2 separate regions of the Ovis aries genome follow, and region 1 is linked to region 2. Evidence: chromatin contacts called from public Hi-C data. All regions are on one chromosome and are shown on one strand. Each heading gives the region's core, a stretch centred on a gene start, on an enhancer-like site or on the middle of the called end of the contact. The rest is flanking DNA. Distances are from core to core; before and after follow the strand shown.

Region 1 (4,581 bases), core at 1,804-4,303, 470 kb before region 2:
GATGGTGACTGCAGCCATGAAATTACTTATTTACTCCTTGGAAGAAAAGTCATGCCCAACCTAGACAGCATATTAAAAAGCAGAGACATTACTTTGCCAACAAATGTCCATCTAGTCAGAGCTATGGTTTTTCCAGTAGTCATGTATGGATGTGAGAGTTGGATTATAAAGAAAGCTGAATGCCGAAGAATTGATGCTTTTGAACTGTGGTATTCGAGAAGACTCTTGAGAGTCCCTTGGACTGTAAGGAGATCCAGCCAGTTCATCCTAAAGGAAATCAGTCCTAAATATTCATTAGAAGGACTGATGTTGAAGCTGAAACTCCAATACTTTGGCCACTTGATGCGAAGAACTGACTCATGTGAAAAGACCCTGATGCCGGGAAAGGCTGAAGGCAGGAGGAGAAGGGGACGACAGAGGATGAGACGGTTGGATGGCATCACTGACTCGATGAACAGGAGTTTGGGTGAACTCTGGGAGTTGGTGATGGACAGGGAGGCCTGGCGTGTTGGGGTCCATGGAGTCGCAGAGTCAGACACGACTGAGCGGCTGAACTGAACTGAGGCTAAGGTAGTGCTTTAGATAGACTGCCCTGAGGGTGGATTTGAGATCAGACTAGAGGCAAGAAAACTAGTGAAGAAGTCCAGCTAAGAGATGAGACGGGCTTGAACAAGGTGAGGGGCAAAGGCCACGAGAGGACAGTAGGAAAAACAGCCCCGGGGGTGGGTGACCGGACGGGGAGGGAGGGCGACAGGCAGGAGGCATCCAAGATGAACCCAGGTTTCTGGCTTGACCTATGACCTTGGATGGTGAACTAGACTGATTACCCACAGGGAAGTAACCCCATCTGGAAGGTAAAGTGACAGCTTTCTAAATACCGCACAACCTGATTCCCAGATGGAACCATCAAATCTGACCAAGAATCTTATTTGTAGAAGCCAAAGAGCTTTTGCTGTTAAAGAAAATCCAGCCTACATCACCATGACCTTCCAGAAGAGTGGCTTGCCCTTGCCATCTCACCGGGTATGTTTTCCCACATCAGAAGTTTCTCTGGGTCTGTACCAAGGCTCCAATGGGTGGGACCCGGCTGGGTGCTGGATCTGGGGCTTTCTAAGGGGAGCTCAGTGAAGAAAGCAGAGAATCAGGGAAGAAGACAAAGTTCCTCTTATTCTCTGGCATCAAGAGCCGTTGCTGACACACCACAGCACAGTCAAGTACCCGAAAGTCTGCCTCCTGCCCAGGGCTTTGGAAGAGCCTGGCCAAGGGCAGTCTGACCCCAGGTGAACCTGGTTCCTACAGCGCGGCATGGGGAAGCCACGTACCTTGGTTCTGAGGACGTTTGCCTGGTGGTCTGGGTGCATGAAAACGCTCAGTAAGAGGCCCACGAGGAACGGCCCGTACCGACAGTAGGGCTTCGTGTAGTACTCCAGGAAGTACCGTCTGGCTGCCTCTTCCCTGAAAAACACGAGGACGTGAGGCCAAAGGCTGCATCTCATCTGGACATCTCTCAGACGTACACTGGGGCAATCAGCAAAGCCAGACGCTGGGAGTACAGGAGTTCACGTCTTCGGTGATGGTCTGCAGACAGCACCCTCACGATCCTGCCTTGGGCCACGCTGGTTTCTCAAATTCCAAACTCCCTTGGGGCCCTCCAACCTGGGACCCAAGGAAATGTGATGACTGCCTTCTTTTAAAATAGCTGTTTCCAGTGGCTGGCATGTCAGGATAGCTCTAAAAACATGGTTCCCAGAAGTAGACCCCTTCTTAAAGACGTGAACCTCTTCGTGGAAGCTCTCACAAAATTGGGTGGCTTGGGCCCCAGCCCTGGAGACTCACATTCAGTTGGCCCAGGGTGGTGCTTGCTGGAAGCATCGGTGAGATGTCAATCCCCACCCCCATCCCACCGCCCCCAACCCACAGGTGACTCTCATTTGCGTCTGGGGTTGAGAACCACAGGCAAAGCAGGAGCCAGCCTCCTTCTCGGCCACCCGGCTGTGCGCACAGAAGCTGATGACGTGATGGGAAGGGCATGGCACCTCTCCGGTCTAAAAGCCTGGGGTGTGCTCACTCAGCCACTCATCTGTTCCACTCACAGTGCATTCTGGGCACTTTTTCTTTTCTTTTTGGCCATCCTGTGCGGTATGTGGGATCTGAGTTCCCCGACCAGGGATCAAACCCTTGCCCCCTGCAGTGGAAGCATGGAGTCCCACCCACTGGACTGCCAGGGAAGTCAGTCCCTTGAGCACTTCTGCGCCTCGCATGGCTCTGGGCTAGTTCACCCTGGGAGGTCCGTGAAGGCTGCTCTGAGACATGTACAGACGCCTGTAGGGAGTGGAGGAGCTCGCCTAGCCCAGATCTGGATTCCAGAGGAACAGCGTTCTCGTGTGAGGGAGCAGCAAGTTCGAGGGCCCTGAGGAGGGAGCCTGTTGGTTGTGTGGAGGGAAGGAGGCTGCTGAGACTGGTCCAGAGTCAGCGGGTGGGGGAGAGACAGACGAGGCCAGACAGGGATTCTGCCCTGAGAACAATGGGAGGATTGAGCAGATGACTGACAGCATCCGGTTTCCACCTGCATCAGCCTGACTGCTGCACGGAGAACAGATGAGCGGGAAATCTCACCGGTTTTTCCTGCAGAAGACTCAGGTGGTACTGAGAAAGAACTGCTACACATACCCTGTTGGAAAGGCAAACTAGCGCAGTGGTAAGGTCCTAGGTTCAGCTCACACCTGTGCCACTCACTAGGCATGTGACCTTGAAGGGGCAACCCCAACTTCGTTAAATTTCTGTTTCTCCATCCCTCAATAGAGCTTCCAAGCTGCAGTTCGCCACTGGAGGAGAAACGCCATACAGCCACGTGGGGGCACCCCTTTCCTCCCAGAAGCGTTTCAGTGGGCAAGAGTGAGCTCCCTGTGTTCAGAGCAGATCCCCAGCGCCAGCTGAAAAGAGTCAGAGGTTTGGAAACAAACACACAACGAACTTTCCCATCCAGGCCGAACAGTTCCCGCCCACATTTCCGCAGGAGCCTACGTGCACAGGGCTAAGAGCCTGGCATCCACTCAGCAGCCCTGCCTGGGAGGTCCTGGCCATCCTGAGGGGAGGTGAGGGACAGAGCTGGCGGGCTGGGAAGCGCGGCAGTTACCTGGCTTCTGACGGAGCTGCCACCGGAAGGTTGTGAGCCAGTGTGAGCAGAGCAGAGGCGGTGCAAGATGCCAGGAGCAGCGTGGCCCCGAGCAGGACGAGGGCACGCTGACTTCTGCAAAGAAGAGAGCACGTTCACTTTCCTTCTCACTCTGGGGCTACCGAAGGCTGGCAGACTTGGCAACCAGAGGTGCTTCCTGCCAGCCTGCCTTCGAGAGAGGCTGGCCTGGGGCCAAGTGTGTCCAGAGCTGGGCTGGAGTTAAAAAGCTTGAGTTACACTTCAGTGTCGAGCACTTATTAGCAGCCCAGTCCTGGGCAGTGAAATCCTTGCCTTAGAATAGCTTCATCTTCTGCTGAAATTTACCGTGATGAGACCGTGCTTGGGAAAGTCCCTTGCCACCCAGGAAGCACTAGAGGGACTGAAGTGGAGGGACGCCCTGGGGTCCACTGGCTAAGACTCCGTACTTCCACTGCAGTGGGCACGGGTTCCATCCCTGGTAGGGGAACTAAGATCCCACATGCCGCTAAGTGCGACAAAAAGAAAAATAAAAAGTAATAATAATAAAAAAAAATTAAGAAGTGGTGATTGATTCAGGAGAGAGATGATTGGCAGGCACAAGTGAGACACAGCAGAGGGGGACAGAGTAACAGGGGGACCCGGGGATCCTTCCCCCAATCCAAACGCAAATCTGACCAGTGTCAGGGTTCAGGTGGTTCATGTGGAGGTAAGAATGAGGGCAGGGGTGGGGAACAAGGAAGGCCAATGCAAGGCCCTATCACGGTGGTCAATGCTCAGTTCTTCCAGAATGTTCTGTGGAGCCTTCTGAAATGCACCTCAAAACTGTCCTAAGGGGGTGAAAGAAAGAAGCATTTTCCTACCATCTTCTAGCCCCTTGGGTCAAAGGTGGCCCCACAAAATTAATTCCTCCAAAATTTGGGACTCTGTACACAGGCTGAGAGGGTTCGGTTCTGAGGCAGGAAATGAGGTGTAGGGACAGAGGCTCAGGGTGAGACAGTATCTGGTTATATCTACTGGGAATCAGGAGGGTTAGGACCAGGAGGGTCTGCAGTGGAAGAAATGCCCAACACGGATGCCAGACCAACCAGGTACAACCCTGCCTTTGGCGATCCTAGTCCAGTGCTGAAGTTGCCATGGTTCCTCGTGAGGAGGAGATGAGATGCCATTCGCTTCACACCACAGTGACTTAGGGAGTGAATCAGCATCTAGAGCGCCAATTCTAGTTCAGTTTGTGCTCAGGAGCAGAAGAGGCGTCTTAGCTCAGTGGTGCAGTAATTGACTAGTAATGCCTGCCATGGATGAGTGTGAGCAGGGCGGGTACGGTAACCATGTTCTATATTTACCATGTCTTCTTTTTTTTGCTGAACCATGGCTCAGTGGTAAAGAACCCATCTGCCAATGCAGGAGATGTGAGCTCAATCTCTGAG
Region 2 (4,336 bases), core at 1,154-3,653:
CTGAGATGGGAGGGGAGGAGTTTGCTAGCCTGACTCACTCCCACGGAAGAAGGTGTTGCAGACACGATGAGAGAGGTGTTCAGCCTTTGTGTGGCTCTTCCGCATCAGGAGCTGCAGAAAGGCAGAAGATTGGACTTAGGTTTAGAGGAGGAGAGGGACCCTGATCACCCAAGTCCAGGTCTCTAAAAGAATAGTTACATCTGAACCCAGTTACAGGCGACAACACGTGCTGTAATTTTTTTCATCTATTTTTGGCTGGGCGAGGTCTCCGCTGCGAGAACTCTTCTCTAGCTTGGAGCTCGGGCTGCTCGGTGCGGCGGCTTCTCGTGTTGCGGAGTGCAGGCGTCAGTAGCTGCGGCACACGGGCTTAGCTGCTCCGTGGCATCTTCCTGGACCAGGGATTGAACCTGTGTCTCCTGCATTGGCAGGCGATAATCTTTACCACTGAGCCACCAGAGAAGCCAAACGCCGGAGTTTTGGTGAGAGGGAGGGAAAAGCTTTATTTGGAAAGGAGATTGACAAGGCCAGTTTTAAGCGATGGAGTGGTTCTGGTGTAGAGTGCACTCTGTATCTTGCGCTTGCAGCTCTTCACCGTGCTCACTTCCAGAGGCAGGGCAGGGCAAAAGGTGGACAAGATGGCTGGGCTGCCCGTGGCCGGGAGGCTCTGTCCTCCGGGACGGGTAGCTTGGGCGGAACCTGTCGCGGCCCTGTGAGAAGAAATCTTTAGTGCATAGCGAGTGGCTGTATACTTTCTGCCCGTTATAATGTTACTTCAAATAAGATTAAAAATTCAAAACATCAACCAGTGCAGCTAACTGGTATAATTAGACCACGTGCCAAACAAGATTTACAAAACATTTAGGTACAATCCGGGAGTCTGTAACCATCTTTTCTGTTAAAAGTGGCATGGGTTTTCTTTCAAGTTTAAGTATAAAATTTCTTTTCATCTCACCCTGCCCTTTTCGTCTGAAGTCCCCAGGGTCTCTGTTTCAAGTTTCAGACTCCTGGGGGCTCAGAGTCCTGGTAACTGCAGTCAGCTTTGCTTTGCTTGGGGGAATCGCATCAACGCCAAACTGCATCCCATAACCCAAGATTGCAGCCACCTCTTTCCAAGCTCTTTCCCACACAACCTGGTAAAAGAAGAGATGGTGGTGACGTAACACGCCAGCCCTGGACTGGGGCACAACGCTGCAGCCCTCTAACGCCAGGGAGAGGCTCCTTAGCGGAGACCTCACTCCCCATTCGTGTCAGAGGGGCCCGCAGCCTCGGCTGCAGAAAGGGACCACACATGAAATGACTTCCCGAAGAGGTATCCAACCGTATTCTAGTGATATGTTTCAAAACATTTAAATAGAGTGGAACTGTGCTTTAAAGAATAGAGTGGTTTCAGCCCAGAGGCGGTGGGGGTGGGAGTCACGTTTGGAACTGTTGTCCGTCTCCGCGGGAGAGAGGACCGACCAGGTGCTGTCGGAGGGTTTGATCTGGAGCTGCTCGACCTCCCCAGGGGCGAAGGGCTGCAGCCCCGGGAAGCCCCTCCCTTGGGGGCAGGGAGGCGGTGTTGGGTGTGAGGGATGACTTGGATGACTGAAAGGACAAACTGAGTAAACTTTGATACTCAAAGCTTAGTACAGCCAAAGCTTTATCATCACCAGGGGACTTCTCAATCCTTTGCCCTCAACCCTTGGCCAGGATATACACAGAAGATAAACCCAGCTTCCCTCTTGGGCCTCATTTCAGCTCCTTCATCTGTTTTTTCCCCCTACCCATCCCACACAAAAGGGGGCCCTCTCCCAAAGCCCCGTGGCTGCCTGATCGAGCCTCTCTCTCCTTGACCCTCATTCAGCTCAGCCGGCCACATTATGCCTTGCCCTGAATCCCCCATCCCGGTTTCTGTCTTCAGAACCCACAGCCGGCTGTGGACAGGGCTGGCAGACTTAGGAACACTTAGGTGTCAGGAAATCCACCATGAAGGGTCCTGGAGGAAATGCGTCCCAAGTGGGGTGACGGGTGTGGTCAAGACCCTGGACCAAGATCTTGACAGTGGGGGTCAGGGCACCTGTGAGATGGGTTTTGTCATCTGTAGGACTCGGTATAGCTCATCTTTCTCCCGTAATATCGTTAGTGCCTGGAGATACTCTCTAACTGAAGAATTCATTACCTGAGCATCCCATATTAGTTCCTGGGAAGAAAAATTAGCTTGGCTATGTAATGTGTATTTAAAAGCTTATCTGTAGCCAAGAGGGGAGGCACACTGAAGATTTCACAGCAGTGGGATCTGAGGCAACGGAGAAACCACCTCCGTGTTGATGACTTCTGGCTGTGGATTATATAGCACAACCACGGCTGTGTAATTGTGGAACTTGGTGCGTAATAGATCACCCCTGACACGTCCAGTAACCTCACTGCCTGCCCTGTTCTGACCACTTGGTGTTAGCCATCCTCCTCTGGTCTATGCTGCTGCCCAGTGGCTACCCTGAGTAATTACACACTCACCCGGTGTGCCAAGCTCTCCTCCCTGGTTTGGTTTTCTTCAAGATCACAATTTCCTGAGAGGGATGGATATTTATTAATACACATTGTCGTGGCTAAGTCGTGTATCTGATTCCGCGATCCCATGGTCTGTAACCCACCAGGCTCCTCTCTCCTTGGGATTTCCCAGGCAAGAATACTGGAATGGGTTGCCGTTTCCTTCTCCAGGGGATCTCCCCCACCCGGGGATTAAACTCGTGTCTCCTGCATTGGCAGGTGGATTCTTTACTGCTGAGCTATCAGGAAAGCCCGTTAACATTCCTACTCCTGTTATAATTTCTAAAAAATAAGGATTATAAGTTCACTACTAAAAACAGTGTCAGCAAAAAAATAGAATATCAAGTCTATCTTGAATGAATTAGATAATCTACCTTTAGACACATGATCATCCGTGATTTTAAAAGGTGACATTCAAAGAACACTGAATGTCACCTAACCCTTGGCAGTTGTTTCTGTATTGCTCCTATTTGATTCAGGTAGACAGTTCTGCTGCTAATTGATAGCAGGCATCACTGAAATCCATTAGGATATCTTCAGCAAAGACAACTGTGATCAAAGAGCAAGATGGATGAATGTTCAACAAATAACTTAGTTTTTTTAAAATACTTACCTGGCTGTGTTGGGTCTTAGTTGCACCATGTGGACGCCTGCTTGTGTCACGCAGGGATCTTTTCGTTGTGGTACGTGATGCACTAACTGTGGCTCGAGGGCCCAGTTGCCCCTCAGCATGTGGGGTCCTCCCGGACCAGGGATCGAACCTGTGTCTCCTGCATTGGTAGGCTTGATTCCTAACCACTGGACCCCCAGGGAAGACCCCAGCAAATAACTTATTGTTGAGATGCCTTTTGTGCCTGGCGCTTAGCCATGCTGCTTGGCTGGTCCAGGTTTCATCCTCCTCCCTAATCCCCAGCTCTGACGTTGACCCTGGTTGTCATCTCTCAGCATCTTAGTCTGGCCAGGTTCTGTACGCTAGGTGTCAACAGCCGTCCTTCCCATCCTTATTTTTAATCTCAAGTTCTTTTTCACCTTGTGCATTGCAGAGCTCAAGGAATTTTAGGTAGCAAAAAGTGGGACTTTTTTTTTTTTTTTTAAGAGCTCATATCCAAATTATACTAGCTGTCTTTAATAAATTTATAAAACCAGAAACTTGACAAATTAAGAGGTTGAGGAACCTTCAAACAAAGCCAAGGGTCTTTTAGCATGCGTTTAGTGGTAAATAGATGCTACAATTGCTTCATCTTTTTCTAAGAGCAGAGAAGAAATTTTCAAAATGGAGTCTTCATTGCTTCCTTAGACATTAGGGCTTACACGATTTCTCCCAAACTAGAAGCAACACTGTTTAAAAGGTGGCACACATCAAAATTAGAAACAAAATCCTAATGATCACAGAAGAGTCACTTTCTGTTTTATATTAGATGTATTTGAGAGAGCAGTGTTTGATAGGCAGCCATTCCACATTGCCTGACAGGATTAACTACACCAAGACCTTCTCAAAATTGGAAAGCATGCTTATCGCTCCTTAACACTTTCAAAGCAAATTCCGTGTCTGCTCTGAGCATGCCAAGGTGTTTGTGAGTGTTAGTCACTCAGTCCTGTCCGACTCTTTGCGACCCCATGGACTGTAGCCCGTCAGGCTCCTCTGTCCACGGGATTGGGGGGGCTGAAAAGGGAGTTTCCTATTAGACTGACCTGTTCATTTCCTATCTGTTTAGGAAAGTGACATCTCCCTTCAGACACTAGGTCTCCTCAATTAATGGAGGATAATAATAGTGATCTGTCTCTTGGCTTTGTTGAGAGAATTAAATGT

What was found. A called contact is a pair of places that touch in the nucleus more often than the background predicts.
Region 1: a contact with region 2 is called in a Hi-C map of muscle, with 6 times the contacts expected there. The contact joins two enhancer-like sites. A contact is called at or near these places in 4 of 16 Hi-C or Micro-C datasets (hypothalamus, muscle, skin fibroblasts and 1 more).

The regions. Positions count from the first base shown.
Region 1 is chr23:58,438,388-58,442,968 of ARS-UI_Ramb_v3.0, reverse strand. It overlaps LOC101116529 (O-acyltransferase like protein-like), which reads right to left. Exons shown (of 15, transcript XM_042239132.2): 11 at 3,137-3,250; 12 at 1,323-1,455. Among named protein-coding and RNA genes, the nearest start is that of SEC11C, 47 kb to the left of the region's middle. Within about 2 kb of position 3,053, at least 29 of the 54 cell types and tissues checked have an H3K27ac peak or open chromatin away from gene starts, as enhancers often do. A contact at or near this core is called in muscle, where this site is marked.
Region 2 is chr23:57,968,993-57,973,328 of ARS-UI_Ramb_v3.0, reverse strand. The region is part of intron 5 of ALPK2 (alpha kinase 2); the gene reads left to right. Among named protein-coding and RNA genes, the nearest start is that of ALPK2, 110 kb to the left of the region's middle. Within about 2 kb of position 2,403, at least 1 of the 54 cell types and tissues checked has an H3K27ac peak or open chromatin away from gene starts, as enhancers often do. A contact at or near this core is called in muscle, where this site is marked.